Linked DNA regions of Oryzias latipes: region 2 is linked to region 1. Evidence: chromatin contacts called from public Hi-C data. All regions are on one chromosome and are shown on one strand. The core of a region is the stretch at or near the end of the contact, and the rest is flanking DNA. Distances in the headings are between cores, read along the strand shown.

Region 1 (5,245 bases), core at 1,404-3,903:
CAAGCACTTTGCTGCTCCTGTGGGCCAGCTGGAGCTTTGCTTAACCTGAAAACATGTTGACATGCAGGATTACTTTTAAATGGTACAAACAGCTTTATGTCTGCAACGCTAAATACAACCATTCTGAATTATGTTGGAAAACCTTTTTTGCAAATCCTTAAATACTGGTTGAATTTCTTTTTATTTCCAAGAACGAATATATTTTGTAAAAACTCAATATGAAATTATATCTGGATTTTACTATAACACCAGCTTGATGTGTAATCAGCCCAGTCCCATGCTTAATATTCACATACATGTGTGCTAAGACTCTGCAGCTTAAATTTGTTGTTTTCCATAGGTATGTTTTTCATTTTGAAAATCTGAAAAAAGTTGGTTTCTTTGTAAATTAAAAATATAATAAAGAAGTGAATATAAAAGCGACAGACCATCAGTCACTCTCTTTCTTTTACCATCAATAGATGCTCAAAAACCGGGGGTAAAATCCAACAGGAATAAGTCTGAAAGTCCCACAGTCACGACTGAATCAAGGACTGAGTTTGTAGGGGGAAGTGTTATGGTATGGGAATGTTTAGCTGGACTTAGGGTTTAGGATTTGCACAGAGTGAGAGGTTCCATGAACATTCCAACCAACACACCGCACCATGCATGTCCACCTGGTATGAGCCTAATTGGTCAAAAGTTCATCCTGCAAAAACAAACACAAGCTCCGAACTACCTGGAGACAAAAGAACAACACGGTGACTTTAAGAAGAAACATTCCATACAGAGTGTATCTGAAAATCTCTGTGGTAATAGATTAAGAGTTAATGTTGAATGTAAAAACTATTATATTTTTCCTTTGATTGATAGTAAGGAACACGTTCACACATTTAAAAAAAAATAGTTAAATGATCTACATTGTTTTTAAAAATTGAACAGAAAAAAATACTAAACAAAAATGTACTGAAAACAAATTCCTTCAAGACAGATAAATCTTTTAAATTGTTTTTTTTCCTGATGATAAATGTAAGAAGCTGACATGAATGAAGTTTTAAATGTAATCAAAGAGACAGAACAAAAAAGTGATTATTTAAGTCATTGCGTGAATTCCTTTATTTCTTATTACTATATTTTTATCCATTTGTGTAGCTACACACTATGATAACAAAAAATCACAAATTACATTTACGCTTAATATCTCAAATTATGTTTCCATAACAGTTTATTTCTGTTAGGTAACATCAGCCCAACAAAGGTCTGTCATGTTTCCTGGTAATAAAAATTCTAATAGCTGAAACTGTCCAGGAGACATTTCTCTGGAGAAATCAAACTGTTGTTCTGATGGTGATGATGATAGTATTTCGATTATTATCATTTATTGCCACAAAACACAGCAGTGTTTTGAGCTCAACTCTGAATACATGAATATCAGACATGCATCACAGAAAACATATAATACAAATATCTTAGAAGTTACATGTTTTAAGACTACACCATTACAATGCTAGTTTTTATGCATTTAATTGATGTTTTATGTAAATCACCATAAAACAGGATTGAGAATCCATGGAACAAGTAAAATAACATTTTCCCTGAAAACTAAACTGTTTAAGGTCTTTTTTTATAACACGTACTAAAAAAATATATGAGCACAATAAGAAATCTAGTCTAGAAAGTGATAAAATGTTGTTTTTTTTGTTTTTTTTACTGCACTTGACTCTTAATTAACTCCTGGTACTTTTTTCAGCCAAGTGATTGTTGGCTTTCTTTTGAGTGAGACTCCAAACAATGAGGTGAATTTAGTATTTTTAATGTCGGATTACTGTTAAAGAATGGGTTGCGAAACAATACTTATACAATCAGAACAATATACATATATCTATATATTTTTTTTTAATTACACAAAAACTCCACAATAAGCTGTAAAAAAACAAAAACACCACAATTCTGAGTTGTAACTTTTGTCATTTTCCACTGCAAAAAACAAACTGTTTTGTGTTATATAACTAAGATTAAATGTGTAGAGACAAATTAAAAATGTATAAATCTAGAACCAAAGCAAAGAAAAGGTAAAAAAAACAAAAAAAACAGGCGAAGCTCCACTGAACTACAGGTTTTTCAGTGTTCCAAGGGTTTATTCAAATGAGTGTCAGTATTATGAGTCATAACTCTTAGTATCGCTTTGTTATGACAAACATCTTAAAGCTAAAAACTCTTTGAAGCCTTCATTGAATTTTGAATGAAAACTACAGTAATGGGGGGGGGGGGGGGGGGGGGGTCAGTGTCCTTCTCACATCAGTAGAAAGACCAGTGAGATTCAGAGAATACCATAGGTTAATGTCTTTACACCTTTTTGTCAAACATGCACACATATGTATTAGACAGTTACATTATGGTCCCTTTTGATTGATGCTTTCTGAGGCATTTGGAAATAATCATCAAAATGCTCTGTTGATTTTAGTTCAGACCATTTACTTTTACAAGACTTTGGTTATATTTACGTACAGACATCTACAAACAACTAAAACAGTGAAAAGACGTCAATGTTTACTCAGACTTCCATCTGCAGGTGAGACGACATCCTGCCTAATAGCTTTTTAATTGACTATCACTGTCATGCCCTTCTAGTGATGTTGCATTACTTAATGAAATCATTTCTCAGATGGGAAACATGATCCACTCTCAGCAGCCCTGGGAGAGCGTCTGTGGTTTTTCCGCTCCACTTATCACAGTCAGCTGCTGCTTTACTGAACGAGGAGGAGTGGCGTCGCGGCAGATTGATGCTCCCTCTTGACCCGATTGACACTAACAAGATCTCATCGTGGATGAGGGTGAAGTGATGCATATAGTCGACGGGTGTGTTAAGGATCCCGTGGCCTTTCATCAGAGTGACTTTGAACAGAAAACAGAGGTGGACCAGAGCCATGAGACCCTCATCCGCCTGGGCATTGCTTCTTTTCATTCTGATTGATGGAGCATTAAGAGCATGCACAGGTACAGGAACTTCTGATTTTTTATTTTACTTGCAAACGTTCTGTGATGTTTTTAGCTTATTCTAGATATAAAAGCATCTTCACTTTTAAATTAAAGTTCTTTATGAAAGCTTTTCAACCACTAAGCAAGTGGCATTATTGGATCATTTCAGTTGAGTCGGCAGCATGTATTTTGTGTCAACATTTATCAGAGTAACATAAATGTCTTGCTTGTTTGTAGATTACCAGACTAAAAAAACAGCACTGCTTTTAATAGACCTGTTCCAATAACACGCTTCAGTTTAAGATGCTGATAAGGCTTAAGTGCTTGATGCGATAAAGTCAAAAAGAGCAGAATTGAACAACTAAAAACGAAGACATTTTATTAGGTTAAGACAAATAAAACATTTGGAGCTTTCAGAGGATTGCCACCAAGAACGTGGGCATTTTTTTTTAAAATCAAGATTTTATTCTGAGCTGCAAACATTGAATTAAGATCAAGTTTTTAAGAGCTGGGTATTTAAATCAACTGTAGCCCGACTCATGGGAAGAAATCTTTATGTAACAAAAATAAAAAGGTGCAATAAAATATTCTACAAAATGTTTCTATCCCTTCCTGCATATATTGCAAATGAAATCCAGGAAATTCACCAAACCGCCCTAAATGTCGATCATAACTCCGGACCTGATTTCACTGCTTATGGTAATTTAAGGCTATTGGTTTCTCTTAGAAAGCAAAGAACTTAATTTGACCGTAGGACAGACTTTACTCCAGTTTCGGCAACTAGTAACAGATTCTCTGAAACTGAACAAAAATGTTATAAGATGTCTACAGATGTTGGCTATGAAGGCTACAATGGGATTATTAAGTTGCAATGCCTCAAACACAGAAAACTTCTATTTCTACGATCGTCACCTTAGAAATTTTGAAGCCATTATTAACATTTTCAAAAAAATATTTGTGGGATTGTTTGAAAATGATAACATCATTACAGTGAACTGATCCAGACTGGACAGACAATAGAAGCATCTTTATGCGTTTGGATGTTTTGTATTTTAGTTGCTGAGGTCTGCTTTTGCTGTTGTGATTTGTGTTGTTTATTGGTTGGTTTTCCAAACTTTGTGTGCTACATGTCAAATTTCAATAACATAATTTGGAAAAACAGAAAATAAAGACATTTGATGACATTTTTACATGAATATGCACTAGTTTTGAAAATCCAATCAGAAGACCAAAGTCTGTCAATTCTTCATGTAGTTGAACCTTCTTTAACAAAATAATGACCCACTCTTTTGCTTATGAATAAAGTATGTCAAAGCAAACGCTTAACCCCTTTTGTGTCTTTTCAGCAAAAAAACTGGGCAGCAGCAGCAGCAGCAGCAGCAGCAGCAGCGGACGGTTTGCCAACGCTACTTTGGTGCGTCTGTCTGAGTTTCTGAGTTCAGGATATAAGAAAGGCGTGAGGCCGGTAAAGGACTGGAGGACGTCCACCATCGTTGCTATAGACCTCATGGTTTACTCCATTCTCAACGTGGTGAGTTGGAACTCATGCATGTCTTTAATCAGTGCTGGTGGTTGCACACTAGCTTTACACATTTGCATCTTTGATGTCATTTTGTAACTAGAGCGTTTTAGTCTTTATTTAATGTAATTCTGTAAAACTGCGGTTTATATAAACTGGAGTTTGGACTGAATTGAAAAAGGGTTTTGGACTTTGGCTGTTTTTGAACTTTGCATATATAGTGAATTATCGTTGCACCTATGTGTATTTATTTGATCAGTTCTAAATAAACACATACCTTAATAAATACGTAATCTAAGCTCACCATGTTTCGCATCTATGCTGGCAAAATAGTACTTTTGTGTTTGAAAAACTTTAACCCTTAGCAGTCTTTGTCCTCACATGTGAGTTTTCCAATAGCATCTTACATTGGTTTCAGCTATAGACAGTTTACATTCACAAATTTAGCGTAAAGATTTTAAAGAGTTTCTATTTTGAAACCTTTGGTTAAAGCCCAACATAAAAAGAGCTATGACACATTTTTATGACACCCTTTGAATAAACCTTTAGAACATTGAATAAGCTGTAGTTCAGTGATTTATTTAGACAATTTTCACATCGTTTTGAATTTGTCTTGGTTTTGATTTAAGCTTTATACATTTTTAGTTTGTCTCATCATGTTTGATCTTTGTTAGACAACATAAAAATATTTCAATCCAAATTGACAAGTGAGATTTTTGGGCAGTTTCAGTTTCTTTGTGGAATCGTGTTATGAAAGGAAAACTATAA
Region 2 (5,390 bases), core at 876-3,375, 210 kb after region 1:
TCTTTCCACACGTTGGACTGAAACGATGGATTGCTCCAAATGGTACTTCTCACTATTAATATAATCAATTTGTTTCATTTTTGATACGATAAACAACTTTCCTCAGACAGATCGATCTGGGGCCTTCTTGGTTCCCTCTTCTTAAGGTTTTTATTTTTATTTTGTAGTCATTTCTCTTTTACTTGTGCTTGTTTTTGTGTATTTTATTATGAGGCGTCTATTTAAATATTTTTTGCATTCTTGTTGGTTTTTATGTACAGCACCTTGAGCTGTTTTCTTTATAGTAAAAGGTTGCTATAGAAATAAAGTAATGTGAATTTTGAAATTTGGTTAGATATGAATCAATTTATTAAGTCAATTAATCATTATTATTTTTTTATCAAGTTTTTTATCTTTTACACCTAATATCAGACAATAAATAAGACAATAACTCTTGAATATTTTGTTGAGTTATTTGATCTCTAATGAAACTAGTTTATTATAATTTGATAACTTTATATTAAAATGTGTCTTATTATACTTGTACTCTTACTTGTAAAAATATTATACTTAAACATAATTGAACTGGTCTAGAAATAAAAATAGTTCGAGGATATTTTTGGGGGCAAAAACATGTATGTATATAAATAAACCTATTTTTAAGATATTAAACTTTTTTTTAACAATGCACACTTATTTTACGACATAATATTTCCATTGATCAGAGCAAAAAAACTAGAAATTAGTGTTTATAGATAATTTCAAGATTATATTTTGTTTTTAAAGGGCAGAACTTCAAAGCCTATCTTAATATATTTTACCGAAACAAATTCTATTAATTCAATACCTTCTTTTGCTCTACAAGCTTTTTTTTTTTTCACACTTAGAGCTTTAACCTAGAAATAAGGAAATTACTTTAAAAAATGAGTCAAAATCCTTTTGTTCTAAACTCTTAAAAATAGAAAAAAACTCAAATTGCATTTTTGGTTCAACTTTAAGAATGTAATTTCAAAGGTTGTCATTATTTTTGAAACAAAATATGTAGATTTATGTTCAAAGAAGTGTTAGTGTTTGCTGAGGATTTATGAAGATGGACCAAACGGTATTTTCATGTAGTTCATTTAGTTTGTTCAAAAAATATAATTTCTACTTAATACACTGTTTTTTTTGTGACTGTAATCAAGATAAACTACACTTAGGTGATCAAAAACTCAAAAGATACATAAAAATCTAAGAACAAGCAAAATAAAATAAAAAAACGTTACGATATTCAGCAGTTCGCTATCTTTACTTAACAGTTAACTTATGTTATCTTTTTGAATGCTTGTTTGGAACTCGTTGCTAAATTTTGAGATTTCCTGTTAAGAAATAATAACTTGCTGCTTGTACAGATTATTTCACTACTTTTAGGTAATTTTCTTAGTCGACGTCCTTTTGCACATGTTTGGTTGTTTGCAAAGGGGAGCGAGAAAGTTTGGCTCCTTATTGTGAAACAACATTTGGTGAGAAAAATCCAGTCTCCTGCATGTTCAAATTATTTCGCTTTTGAATTAACTGAACATTAACAGGAACATCCTGTTATAAAAAACAACCAAAAACAGTCATTAACACTGACAGGAGGTTCTGGGACTCATTTCAGAGAATATTATGGAGTCAAAGATCCTAAATGAATTGCAGATTGGAGTGTGAGAAGAAGAGCCCCGCCCCTCGCTCTTCTGATGACAGCTGGGATCGCCTCTAGCAGCCTCTTGACCCCGGACAGGGTGAACACAGAAAATGCTCGGGTGGGTGCACCGGGCCTGTTTTCTTCCTTCTTTTGCTTGACTGAAAGGTGTCCCAGCCTATTACAATCAGCCATATTGAATACCAAGAGCCCCCTCCCACGTACAGATCCCATCCACACCCTTGCTGGGTATTTTTGGTTGGAAACAAGAATCCGTCCGGAAAATCTGCGACTGTTCTCAAAGGTGAACAGGTTTGAGCTCAGAGCTGCGCAGAAACCTGTTCCTTCACTCGCCGCAGCACAAAGGCGGCAGTCTGTGTCCAAGCAGGTAATAACTACAGGCCTGAATTGAGGGCCTTTAGTTATCACTGTGTAACATCAACCCAGAGCCAAAGGGAACCAAAGTGGACTATTGTTATTGAACGGGGGAGGGACAGATCCCCTGAAAAGGAGCCTAATCTTGTGTGTGCAGAGCTGAGGGGACGAGAGTGGCGGAGAGGCGAAATGGCGTCTGCAGGGGAATGACACGGAGCTTTGAAGGGCTGATTTGGGATTGTTCTCTTCTTCTGACCCATAGGAGAATCTGATTTGTGAATCAGAGCAGCGCTGCACTTTTATGTAAATGTATTCAGTGTTTGTTCTACACTGAAAACAAAGAAAAAGAAGGAAAATAAAGATCTGGAATGAAACCCAGCAGATGCTTTAAACATAGAACCATTATGAAGATATATTTTTTTGAAATAAGAAGATAAAATTAAAAGAAAAAAGTTTGGGCTGTAAAGTCCAAATCCATTGTCCTTTTCTAACAAATTCCTGTTTTTCTACTTTAAAAACTTGAAAGCAAAGACTGGTATTGCAGAGTAATTAGTTTTAACCAGATAGACAATCAGGCCGGCAACGATAAAAGCTTTTTTGAACTCTACAATCCATAAAACATTTAACCTTTTACTGTTTTTTTTAAATCTTCAGAGTGAAAAATGATGTCAGCTCATAAAGAGTTTGCACAACTTTTTGCTTAACTTTTCATTTCTGGTATTTATTATTAACATCTTTCTAATGCATTATGGAAAAAAAGATTAATTTTCTGAAAGTCATCTTTTTCCTCCAACTTTTAACTTTTTCTTCCTACTAAATAAATAAAAATCCACTTGAGTGATTACTTAAAATGCCACCGAGGAGTTGCATTGTAATCAAAAGCATATTTTTATATTTCGAAATATATGTATATATAACTGTTCAATTCCATTTTCTATGTTTAAAATAGGTTTGGGAGGTCGTATTAAGCCTGTAAAAAGGCTGGAGTCATGCTGCCCTCTAGCGGTATGTGAGCGGAAATGCAGCATTTGTGGAAGATTAATGCCTGACAACAGAGCTTGTGTGCTTCTTTTTTCCCTCTATGTGCTGTGGTTTTATTTTGAAACTATTTCTTTTTAACTCTCGGAAAAGGGATTCTAGAACACGAACAGGCAAAATATGAGTGCACATCAACAACTAATCAGCCCCAAAAGAGCTGTGTAGAAACGTCCTACTTTTGCTTGTGTTTAATGCATCAAGTGGGATAATATTTCGCTTCTTGTCGCCTCTCCTTGAGTAAAAATGCTGTTTCTATTTGTAGAACGTGGGGAGATGTTCTATTTTTTGTTCTAAAATTGATCATACATTCAATTCTTTTGCACAGAGGGTCTTTTAGGGCAGCAGATCTGAACATTCGTGTTTTGTATATTTTCTTAGAAGTATTTGCAAACATGTTTGCATCATCAACCTTTACTCTGAAAATCTAACAACTATTTAGAAGAAAAAAAAAAGGAGCACAATGTGATTAAGTTTACATGTGAATTCTTCTCTTTTCAGCTGTAAAAGAATTTCAAACCTCCTGCTGATTCCTATCAGAACTCTGAACCATTTTGGATCAGCAGGGGGCATTTTTCACTAACTTTTCCTTGGGAATTCCAAATTTTTACCCTGGTAGAGAAAAAAACATCTTCGCTCTAAAGCAGTGTGAGCAAAATTTTAAAAAACAAATAACATTTGTTAGCTCTTCTATTCTTAATTTTAATACAGTTTGCTGTTCCACTAAATCTTCCATTTCCAACTTTATTCTCCATGTATCCATCTATAAGTATTATTCAAATAACTCTTTTCTGCAGTAAACATAATGATACTACAGAGGTTTTATATGTACTTTTAACACATTACATAAAATAAGGCAATACTACTAAGAAATTATAGTATTTTAAATCCACATTTGTCAAAAAAGAAAAACTTAACAACCCAAAGTTCTTTTTTTTTTTTACTTTATTGAACAGAAATAATTCTGGCAGAGCCCAAATGGGTTTATTTCCTCAATTAGTGTTCAGTATTTACACCAGAGACAAAGAAGATAGGCGGACAGAGATGTTTCCAACCAGCAGGGCGGGAGCTGTCGCTTCCATCTGCGCATCAATGACAGCGGCCAGCTGCTGGTGGTGGAGGTTCAAGGCTCCTGTGTGACTCAGAATGAAAAGCATGGATGCTACACACTGCTTTGAACACCGCCAAACTAATAAAAAAAAACAAAAAACAACTAAGACTCTACATGTTTTTTTCATGACTACATCAAGTATTGGAGTAGGAAAGAAAGAAAAAAAGGCTTTTTGTGTCGTTCTTGCATTTGTATGAAACATCGGGCCAGAACCCGACGTCCTTCAGGCATAAAATATGCATAATAAATGTTCAGCTTCAAGAAACTAAACACATACATACATGGCAATTTCAGACCAATTTTTTTTTGAAGGATCGTCCACATGTTGGTTTGCTACCACACCATTTTTCAGGCAAAGACATGTCTGTGTGCTTAGAACAGTTCCCATTTATTTTATTTTGAAAAGAAAGTCGGAGAAACAGGACACGTTACACAACACCTTGTCGATAGATCACAAAATCACAGAGCCTTCAGAACATTTCCCATTGCAAAAATATCCACACTTTGTTTGGGACCTGAGCAAAGAGTCACCGTCTTTGAAGGAGTTGCAACCAGAAAGCTCTTGTTCAAATGCTGCTATGTGGTTTGTAATGTCACATGACTGAACTGTGATTTGAAAAGTGTATTTTAATATCCAAAAATCAACCTTTGTGTGTGTGCAACATTTACCACAACATAGGTGATGGCTAAACCTTCATATTCAAGAACCAAAACAAAAAAAAAAAATTCACAAAGAGTACATTGATAGTCATTCAGAAAACACCACCGTTAAGACAAAGCTTTGCTAAATTTACAGCTGTGAATGTCGTGAGAGGAAATCTTGGCAGAAAAATGTGACACAGCTAAAAGCAGATTTAGAGGAATGGAACGCACCCCGCTACTTTCTTATTCCAAGGCACCAGTTTGCTGCTGTTGGACTCGTCCCGTTTAAGGACTGCTACCAGCTACCACTTTTCTCAACTACCTCCTCATCTAAGGACACAGTGGATTCACTCTTCACAGTGTACTAGCCTGCTGTCTAAAGTAGAAGAAACACTGTACAAAAGAAGAAAAAAAGATGGTCGAAACGAATTTCCATTTTGTTTGTTTTTACTCTCAGACTGCATCATATCGAGGATTTGGAGTCTTTAAGCGTAAAAAGAGACTTTCATTTAAATCTCTGAAACCCACCGGCTTATTTCACAAGAGAGGCCAAATATTCTGGTAAAAAGGCACTGAGACAATATC

Evidence for each region. Hi-C and Micro-C count contacts between places; a contact is called where the count stands out from the background.
Region 2: a Hi-C map of embryo shows a contact between it and region 1, with 3 times the contacts expected there. The contact joins the enhancer-like site here to the promoter of LOC101164994 in region 1. A contact is called at or near these places in 4 of 5 Hi-C or Micro-C datasets (embryo, fibroblasts and gastrula embryo).

Annotation. Positions count from the first base shown.
Region 1 is chr14:25,291,743-25,296,987 of ASM223467v1, forward strand. It overlaps LOC101164994 (5-hydroxytryptamine receptor 3A-like), which reads left to right and starts at 2,654. Exons shown (of 9, transcript XM_023962802.1): 1 at 2,654-2,690; 2 at 4,305-4,489. The coding sequence starts at 2,654. htr3b (5-hydroxytryptamine receptor 3B) reads left to right here. Exons shown (of 8, transcript XM_023962756.1): 8 at 1-870. The coding sequence ends at 44.
Region 2 is chr14:25,503,531-25,508,920 of ASM223467v1, forward strand. It overlaps LOC101173164 (neural cell adhesion molecule 1), which reads right to left. Exons shown (of 20, transcript XM_023962560.1): 20 at 3,980-5,390. Among protein-coding and RNA genes, the nearest start is that of zbtb16, 37 kb to the left of the region's middle. Within about 2 kb of position 2,126, at least 4 of the 8 cell types and tissues checked have an H3K27ac peak or open chromatin away from gene starts, as enhancers often do. A contact at or near this core is called in embryo and gastrula embryo, where this site is marked.